Regions from separate parts of the Mus musculus genome. Here all the other regions are linked to region 2. The links are chromatin contacts, called in public Hi-C and HiChIP or PLAC-seq maps. All regions are on one chromosome and are shown on one strand. Each heading gives the region's core, a stretch centred on a gene start, on an enhancer-like site or on the middle of the called end of the contact. The rest is flanking DNA. Distances are from core to core; before and after follow the strand shown. Region 1 has its middle 62 kb from the start of Cd200r3. Region 2 holds the start of Cd200r4 (CD200 receptor 4). Region 3 has its middle 23 kb from the start of Ccdc80.

Region 1 (2,730 bases), core at 122-2,621, 180 kb before region 2:
AATAAGACTCTAGGTTCATAAAAAAACAGTTACGAGACGACTTGTGTCAAGAAGGAGGGATTTAAAAATGCCTCTAATCCCATCCCTACCTCAGGCTCCATTCTTTTTCTCCAGTTGTTATACCTGTGCACTTTTCTGAACCTTTGCTGCCATTTCATGAACACATTCTGTCCAAAGCAGGCTCAGTGCTATGGCCTCTGAAAGCCAAGGGATGAACATAAAGGAAGAACTGTTCATCTAAAAAGTTCCTAATCAAACAGTGGGTGGAGCTTGGGAACTCTTATGGAAGAACAGGAAGGAGTGCAGCCCCTAAGGGGATAGGAACACCACAGGAAAACCAACAGAGTCAGCTACCCTGGACCCTTGGGACTCTCAGAGACTTAACTACCGACTAAAGAACATCCATGGGCTGAACCTAGGCCTCCCCATACATATATAGCAGATGTGCAGCCTGGTCTTCATGTGAGTTCTGAACAACTGGAATGGAGACTGTCTTAGTCAGGGTTTCTATTCCTGCACAAACATCATGACCAAGAAGCAAGTTGGGGAGGAAAGGGTTTATTCAGCTTACACTTCCATACTGCTGTTCATCACCAAAGGAAGTCAGGACTGGAACTCAAGCAGGTCAGAAAGCAGGAGCTGATGCAGAAGCCATGGAGGGATGTTCTTTACTGGCTTGCTCAGCCTGCTCTCTTATAGAACCCAAGACTATCCGCCCAGGGATGGTCCCACCCACAAGGGGCCTTTCCCCCTTGATCACTAATTGAGAAAATGCCTTACAGTTGGATCTCATGGAGGCATTTTCTCAACTGAAGCTCCTTTTTCTGTGATAACTCCAGCTGTGTCAAGTTGACACAAAGCTAGCCAGTACAGGGACTATCCCAAAAGCTGTTGCCTGTATGTGGGATATATTCTATTAGCTGGGCTTCCTTGTCTGGCTTCAGTGGGAGATGAAGCACCTAGCTTCGTAGAGACTTGAAGTTCCCGGGTTAGGGGATACCTGCTCAGAGGAGAAAGCGGGGTTGAGGGAAGGATTGTGGAAGGGGTTGACTCAGAGGAGGGCAGTGAGCAGGATATAAAATGAATAAGCAAAAAATTAATTAATTTTTCAAAAGTTCTTAGATTCGAGGTCCTCATTTTGGCAAGAAACTCGAGAAAAGATTTCAGTGCTGTGTTGCAGAAGAGTAAAGCTTGAAGCTAGACTTCAGATAAACAGAGTGCTGCTACTGTGCTACTGACACGGGCAAAACATGTGATCAAGGCTGAGAGCTTGTCTGATGATCCTTAACAGGAAAGGAGAGAGGGGAGAAAGTGAGGAGGAGGGGAGGGAAATACATTGAGGAAGTGAGAGCCCTATTGCTTGGTGCCTGACCTGATTCAGGGCCCCACTTGCAGCTGAAGCCAAGGCCACATGTTTCAGGGAGTGGAATAAGGGTGGAGGTGCCCACAGGGCAAGGCCAGTTTACAGATTCCGATGCAAACTTGCTTGCCAGAATGGAGGAAGATGCCTTCTAGACTGCTTCTCGTACTGCTGCCAGAACCAAAATTCTTCAGGTTCTTTCTGATGCCGTTGGTCAGCTGCATTTGATCTCTAGGTCACAGATTCTGCAGCGAAGAATACCCTTTCATACGAATCCCCCTTTCCATGGGAATTCCATTCGAGTATTATACCAGGTGGGAAGCTATCAATGTAGTAGTTATTTCTAAAGCAATGTACCCCCTCTAGAGTAAGCTTTTTAAGTCTTTCTTAATCTCAATTGGTCTTCTTTGGCTTTCTTTCATACCCCAGAAAGCTTCCAAGGCACCACCTGGGGATTTCATTACTTAGGATTGCTTTTCTTTAAGATCACAAAACCATGAGCAGCTTATCCAGATCAGGATCACATACTGCCTCTAAGGTACACATCAGACATCCCCATTACTCCTAAAACTAGGATAGTATCCCTGTGTATATGACGTGTAGTTTTGATGTTTACTTAATAAAATTAGACAACACTTTCTCAAATGTTGAGCACTCTCAAGATAGTCTGTATATTTTCTACTGATTCTTTAGAATGTCTACGGATGTTTTCAATACGGTGAGAAAGGAATTCCTCCTCTACCTTGATGCCTGGGGCAGTGAGCCTAGCACATCTGTGCCCAGCATGACTAAGTAGAAAGTGGGTGGCCAGCAAGAGAGAGGCTATACGTATGTGTGACTGTCTACAGCCAGCCCTCTTCTCACTTCCTTATGTTCACTCCTGTAGACCTCCCTCCTGCACCCTACCCTCCTGTGCTGCAGCATTATGTCTCAATAAGGTCCCATCAGAATAATTCACTTGTAGACAGTGTTCTCTATTGTTACTACAGTAGATTGAACTGGAAGAGCAGATTGAACTGGGTTAAGTCATCCAAGTACAACCAGCAATCACTAGAAGATGCCTAAAGAGCAGCAGAGATTGTGCAGACCTCTTATTAAGGCTGAGGAGGGGAAATGTGAGAGGAGAGGGGAAAGCTGCTAAGACCTGACATGATAGAAACTCTGCAAGGCCTAAGAGAATACCAGAAAGGCACCAAATTACTAGGTCTGGAATCCAAGGAACTATAAGACCGAGATCTGGGAGTCATGACACTCTGAACCCTGAAATGTAACACAAACTGATGGTTCTTGGAGACTGGCACCTAAAGCCCAAGCTGGAATGCTAGCGACAGAGGACACCAACATCGAAAGTTCTCAGTTCCTGGAAAGAA
Region 2 (2,985 bases), core at 432-2,931:
GAGACATGTTGACTGTTTCATGATCATTGATGGGAATTTAAACTCGGCTTCCTCAAAAATGAATAGAGCAATCAGAACACTAAAAATCAGTATAAACAGAATATAGTAATAATGGTATTAATTATAATGACCAAACAGACATTTATAAAATCAGTTCCAATGTACATAATAGATAGGTATTTTTTTCAAGTGTCCTAGGTACATTTATCAAAGTTCATTATGTACTGGATCACAAAACAAATATCTACATTTAAGAAGGTTAGGGGGCCATTAAGATGGCTCAGCAGGAAATACAGCCAAGGCACATGTAGAAAAGTCTGAGAACCTGATTTTGAACCCTGTGGGCCACATAGAAAAAGATAACAACTCCTATAATTGCCTTCTGACCCACGCACAAATGCTGTGTCAGGGGTGCATTCACATAGACACACTCACACACACACTCACACACACACATACAAATACACATGCAGAAATACATACACACAGTAAATACATATATAGTTTCTAAAACAAAACAGAAAGTGGAGGTTAAATTACTTTCATGCAAAGGTCTTTCAGGCTTTTCTTAATTGTTGAAAATGGGTTGTTAATGATAAACTTGAACTCAGACAAACTAAATTTATACATCTTGAAGAAGAACATAGCTGGTATTTTTGTACTTGAAGAAATGTCAGTTTGCTTTTACATTGATCAGTCTGCTTAGGAACTATGGTTCTGGTGAGACAGAGCTAAGGCAGAGAGCTCTAGCACTTTAGCCGTTCTTATAAGGGTTATTTCAGATTCTGCTTCCCCCTCCTCCCACAAGCATTACTTCTAATGCTTTAAGAAAGACTCCATACTCTCTGGCCTCTGGCAGCAATGCACAAACTGGCCTACATGCAGACCATGGTATCCCCCTTTCCCTTTCAGCACAGGACTGCTCCCTCCCAGCTAAGCTCAGTGCCTCCACTTTACCATAGATCAGATGATATTCTCTCTCTCCCTCTCTCTCTCTCTCTCTCTCTCTCTCTCTCTCCCTCTCTCCCTCCCCCTCCCTCCCTCTTTCTCTCTCTCTCTCCCTCTCTCCCTCTCTCTCCCTCTCTCTCTCTCTCTCTCTCTCTCTCTCTCTCTCTCTCTCTCTCTCTCTCTCTCTCTCTCTCTAATTCAAGTCAACTGTAAAGATGAAGCAAGCCAGAAATCTAGTACAGGATTTTTCAGGCAGTCTCTAATCTTCAAATTCATGATAATAACTAATAGTCTCCTCAGTGGAATATTTGTAGAAAACTTGTTAACAATCAACTTAAAAGTAAATGGTAGAGTGTTAAATTGGTCCTACTAGCCTGAAACAAAGGTGAATGCCTATAATTCAAGGAATCAGGAGAGGCTGAGACAGGAGGATTATCATAGTCCAAAGTTAACCAAAGTTAACAATTTCATTTCCTAAAGTTCTCAGAATGTCAGACTTACCAGACACAAAAATATTGATGAAGATCAGCAAAGTCAAAGTCGGAATCCTCCCCAGAGCATGCATCTGGAGTGGAACCTAGTGAAACACAATTCGTAGCCCCCTGGGTGGACTCAGTGATTCCAGCTTGGTCAACTTTGTTTATGCTCAGTTCACCGATTTAGGAGTGACTTTCTTCCTCATTTCTCTATCTTTATCTTCATCTCCAGTCTGCCTCCAGTTGGATGACTAAGCCTTCACAGGAAAAAAAGACAGTGATGTTTGCTGAATGATAAAGAAAGAAGCCAAAGCATAACTCCTTCATTCTCTCACAGTATTAAAAGATTAAGACACAGTTTATGGCAATTCCATTTTAAGGCAGTAATTTTTAAAGGGTAAATCGTATACTGGAAAATGAGCAAACCTTATGTATACAGCTGATGAATCTGTACAAATGAACTTGGACAAGCATTTCCCAAATTTCCAAACCAGGGTCCTGCCATTTTGTTTCTCAAAGCTCTCGCCATGCCTTTCCTTGGTATTGCTTCTCAAGAAGCAAACATGGCTCTGACATCTATCAACATTTGCTCATTTTGTTGTTTAGTGAGCTGCACATAAATGAAATGCTTTACGGAGTTCATCGCTGTATGCTACTTTGGACTTACAAAAGAATATATGGTAACTTATCAGTTTCTCTGTTAATTTCAATCGCTCTATTTGTTGTCAAACATCAACAGAGACTGGTAGCTGACATCTGTTCATCACTGTTGTCACTATCATTATGATGACTATATGGGATATTTTGAGAACTGTTACATGTGCAATAGAGAATTGAATTCTGCTTTTTAGGGAGGAATTATGTTTCTGTCTGTTGGTGCTAATCGTTTTATAGTGTTCTATAAGCTTCTATTTGCCTGGTGATGGTTTATCCAGTAGTTTTAGCCATTACTAAAAAGTAAAGATTCAAAACATCCACCTAATATTACTTCCTTTTAATACTACCCACTGTCACTTCATGCATTGGAGTTCTGTTCTGTTGTTGTTGTTGTTATTGCTGTTTGTGTGTATATGTACATATAATATATATGTGTGTATATATATATATATATATATATATATATATATATATATATATTTACAAGATCACAACATATAGGTGAGATATTCACCTTTTATCAGTATGAAACATCCTTTTTTGTCTCCTCATAATTTTTATTTTTTGCCTAAACATTACTCTGTCTGATAGAGGCCATAGTTAATTAGTTCTTTGGGGAAGGTTACTATTTACATAAATATATATTTCCATTCTTTCATTTGCAACCAAGTTGTATTTTGATCTAAAGTTACTCATTTATACACAAAACATAATTGGAACACATTTAGTGCCCCCCCCCATTCTATTGACCTCTGACTTTAGCTACAAAGTTTAATCAACAGCATGATTTAAGACAGGAAAAACGAATTGTTGCTGCTTTTTCATGTGTTCCTTCTGTCTTATATATCAGTTGCATACATCTCAACTTCTTTTAATTACTTTCTATTTCATTTTTTCTAATGTT
Region 3 (3,061 bases), core at 170-2,669, 250 kb before region 2:
GCTAAGATCTTAAGTGAGTATCGTGGCTACAAAACCATCCCTTGAAATGGAGTCACGAAACATGACCCCATCTCTGGGAAAACAATATAAATCATGTATCAGATAGTATTGATAAAAACTTTCCCAACAATAATATTTTATATGGCTGCACGTGTGTCATCGGAAGTAGGTTTTGGTATATTGTTTAAGAAAACCTTAAATAAAAAGAATTAAAACAGTATAAGTTTATGTTTTGAAGATTTACAGAGAAACAGGAGCTGATGTCAAACAGTAACTGATCACACACATTCATTAGCTTGTTCTTGGGAATTTGCCACTAGCCTTAGATAATTTTTGTATTTTGATGTACCAAATGATCATAACAATATTCATTCTACCTAGATGTTTTACTGAAAACACCTTTTTTTTGAAGTTGTAAGACTTGGATGATTTTGTATTTTGATGTACCAAATGATTATTGTTATTTCTGTTCTATTTCGCTGCTTCACTGAACACAGCTCTTCAGAGCTGTAGCACCTGTTTCTCTTATGTATAAAACCCTTGCTTGAGAGCTGCAAAACACACTCAGGTTCCTTTGCCTTGGGAAGAGGCAGGTTGTTCCTATGTTTGCTCCTGACTCTAAACAGATGAAACACAAGCTAATTGCTGCCCTCTGGGCATACCAAGACAGTGTCTCATAATCCCTGGAATGTAGCACGAAGTCTAAAGGAGATGAGAAATATGCAGCCTTTTCTCTATATTTGTACCCCAGACACTCTGTGAAGGCTAGTATGGGGTGTGGTATGCATTCGTGGTATGTATTCTGCCTCTGTGTTTGTTTCTGTTTGTCACCACCCAATCCTTACCCACCTGACCTCAAGAACCCACATCCCAGGAACCCCCATACCTGGCTGGGGTGGTCCGTTGCACCCCTGGACCTTTCTAGCATCTTCTTTATCATTTATAGAATTCATGAACTCAGATCTTGGCCTGGAGGTACATGCTCCTTAGTCACTTATTCATCATTGGGAGAGAGGGCTTAGCCTCTGGCAGCCTCCATTATAACATTCATACCTGAAAGGGAGCCCCAAAAGCCAGCTGCTTACTTTAATGGAAACAATTTTAAACCCCATGCTTGGTATGTTTCTAAAGCTTATGTATCTGATTGGTTTCCTGGTGCTTTTCTCTATGTTGGCAAATTCGTGCCAGATGAGTTTTTCATTTGGTTTTGGTTTTGATTTTTTTGATGGGATAACCTTTCTTTGAGGTCATAGGGCGAAGTCCTTAACTACCTATCTTGCTCTTGTTTAACCAGTATCCTTTGCCTTGGGAATAGGCAGGTTGTTCCTATGTTTGCTCCCAACTCTAAATAGATGAAACACAAGCTAATTGCTGCCCTGTGGGCATACCGAGACAGTGTCTCATACTCCCTGGAGTGTAGCACGAAGTCTAAAGGAGATGAGAAATATGCAGTCCTTTCTCTATATTTGTCCCCTAGACACCCCGTGAAGGCTAGCAAAAGTCTGTTCTGATTCTGCAAGTACTCTGTGGTATGCATTTGGGTAGTAAAATTACATTTTGCATTTGTAGTCGGTATTTCATTTTTGAAAAAAGTGAACATCTGGTTTTCCTCTATTTAGTTTTGAAGCTCTAGAACAGCTGGGCAGGGCAACTTGGCCTTGTTCTGCATCTCCGTGAGTCATAGCTGAAGCTTCCACTCCATCAGCTACTCGCCCATTGGCTCACCAGCTGCCACTCATCTCCCCACAGCTTTTCTGGTTCTGGATGAGGACAGGGTCTGGATCAGCTTTTTCAGTCCAGCCCTTGGGAGTTTCGAGAGTGCCAATATTACATGAAGATGCTCTGGTCAGCTGTTACCAAATGTGAAAGGCCCAGCCCTGAGTGGGTGGAAAGTAGAGTCTGGCTTGCACTCATTGGGGTTTTGAGTCATAGCAGATTAGTGTTTAGACAAACTGTTTTTTCTCTCTTCTCTATTTTTCTGATCTGAAACTACAGATAAAGCAAACTGTGCTGAGGCTGTGAAGACTCACTGATTTTCACCAAGGAATTGAGTTATTTGCGTCCATCTTATGAGTTCCGTAGTATTTGGAAGAGGGAGTTTGTTTGTTCCATGCCTCAGTGCTCTTGAATTCAAAAGTTCTCCATGTTTCCTAGACCACTGCAACGGTGGGAGGTTCTGACCCTGGCTCACAGGAGGACCAAGGTACAGCCCTGTCTGAAAACTCTTCATCAGGGTTACCATGGGAGCCATAGCAGCCCCTCCAGCACCCAGGTGTAGGGTTCTCTTCCTAACCCACCATGTCAGTTGGGCTATTGTGCTCAGTCTCCATTATAGCTCTCAGCTACTGGAAACAGCTCACACTCTGTAACCCAGCACTCAAGCTCCTCTGGAGTTTGTCCCTAAACTTTGAGAGCCAGCTGCTGCTATCAGAGCCTCGTGCAGCATAGCCTAGGTACACTACCTGCCATTGCTGTTTGTCCTCTGATATCCGTGGTTTCACTCTATGCATGCCAGAGTGCTGTGAGGTGGACAATGGCTCCGTGTGCTCCTTTAATGTTCCCATCACCTTTTCTCTTTGCAGATTTCAATTCCACTGGGGCCCTGATTATCCAGACCCAGGTCAAAGGTGTCTGCTGCTTTAGAGTCTCCCTTGAGCACACTTTGAACTGAGCCACTCTTGACCTCTTCCAAATTTCCAATCCCTTTCCCAGCCTTCCCTCAAGGCTCGTGCTGGTATCTTCACCTGGAAGAAGAGGTTACAGTGCCTCTTTTTCCTGTCTCCCACCTTCATGGGCAGCCATGGCTCGGCTAGTTGTCTAGGTCACCTTTCTGCTTTCCTGAGACCCTCCTAAGGAGTATGCACTTGGTAAGCCCTTTCATAAACACAGTAATAAATACTGGTAGAGAACCGTAGATTTATAGAGTGGGTCTATGGTCATTACTTAATTCCCATAAAAGGTATTCTTTTTACAACAAATAAGAAGAAAAGGAAAAATAGTTTCTCTTTAAACAATCATTTGCCTCGTTGTTACTGCATACCTTGTCTGTTGTCCTGATAAA

Evidence for each region. A called contact is a pair of places that touch in the nucleus more often than the background predicts. HiChIP or PLAC-seq counts read pairs in DNA pulled down with a chosen protein or histone mark.
Region 1: an H3K4me3 HiChIP or PLAC-seq map of bone marrow-derived macrophages shows a contact between it and region 2, with 5 times the contacts expected there. The contact joins the enhancer-like site here to the promoter of Cd200r4 in region 2. A contact is called at or near these places in 4 of 39 promoter capture datasets (embryonic stem cells, hematopoietic stem and progenitor cells and hippocampal neurons), 2 of 484 Hi-C or Micro-C datasets (bone marrow-derived macrophages and nephron progenitors), 4 of 115 datasets of contacts at active chromatin or transcription factors (CD8 T cells, bone marrow-derived macrophages, embryonic stem cells and 1 more) and 4 of 9 other capture datasets (adipose tissue, liver, macrophages and 1 more).
Region 3: a contact with region 2 is called in a Hi-C map of bone marrow-derived macrophages, with 24 read pairs. The contact joins the enhancer-like site here to the promoter of Cd200r4 in region 2. A contact is called at or near these places in 6 of 39 promoter capture datasets (the HPC-7 cell line, cranial neural crest, embryonic stem cells and 3 more), 1 of 484 Hi-C or Micro-C datasets (bone marrow-derived macrophages), 3 of 115 datasets of contacts at active chromatin or transcription factors (CD8 T cells, bone marrow-derived macrophages and regulatory T cells) and 4 of 9 other capture datasets (adipose tissue, liver, macrophages and 1 more).

The regions. Positions count from the first base shown.
Region 1 is chr16:45,004,117-45,006,846 of GRCm38.p6, reverse strand. It overlaps a transcript of Cd200r3 not described here. Among named protein-coding and RNA genes, the nearest start is that of Cd200r3, 62 kb to the right of the region's middle. Within about 2 kb of position 1,371, at least 24 of the 459 cell types and tissues checked have an H3K27ac peak or open chromatin away from gene starts, as enhancers often do. A contact at or near this core is called in adipose tissue, bone marrow-derived macrophages and macrophages, where this site is marked.
Region 2 is chr16:44,819,424-44,822,408 of GRCm38.p6, reverse strand. Cd200r4 (CD200 receptor 4) reads right to left here and starts at 1,681. Exons shown (of 6, transcript NM_207244.2): 1 at 1,450-1,681. The coding sequence starts at 1,513.
Region 3 is chr16:45,069,244-45,072,304 of GRCm38.p6, reverse strand. No RefSeq gene overlaps it. Among named protein-coding and RNA genes, the nearest start is that of Ccdc80, 23 kb to the left of the region's middle. Within about 2 kb of position 1,419, at least 72 of the 459 cell types and tissues checked have an H3K27ac peak or open chromatin away from gene starts, as enhancers often do. A contact at or near this core is called in adipose tissue and bone marrow-derived macrophages, where this site is marked.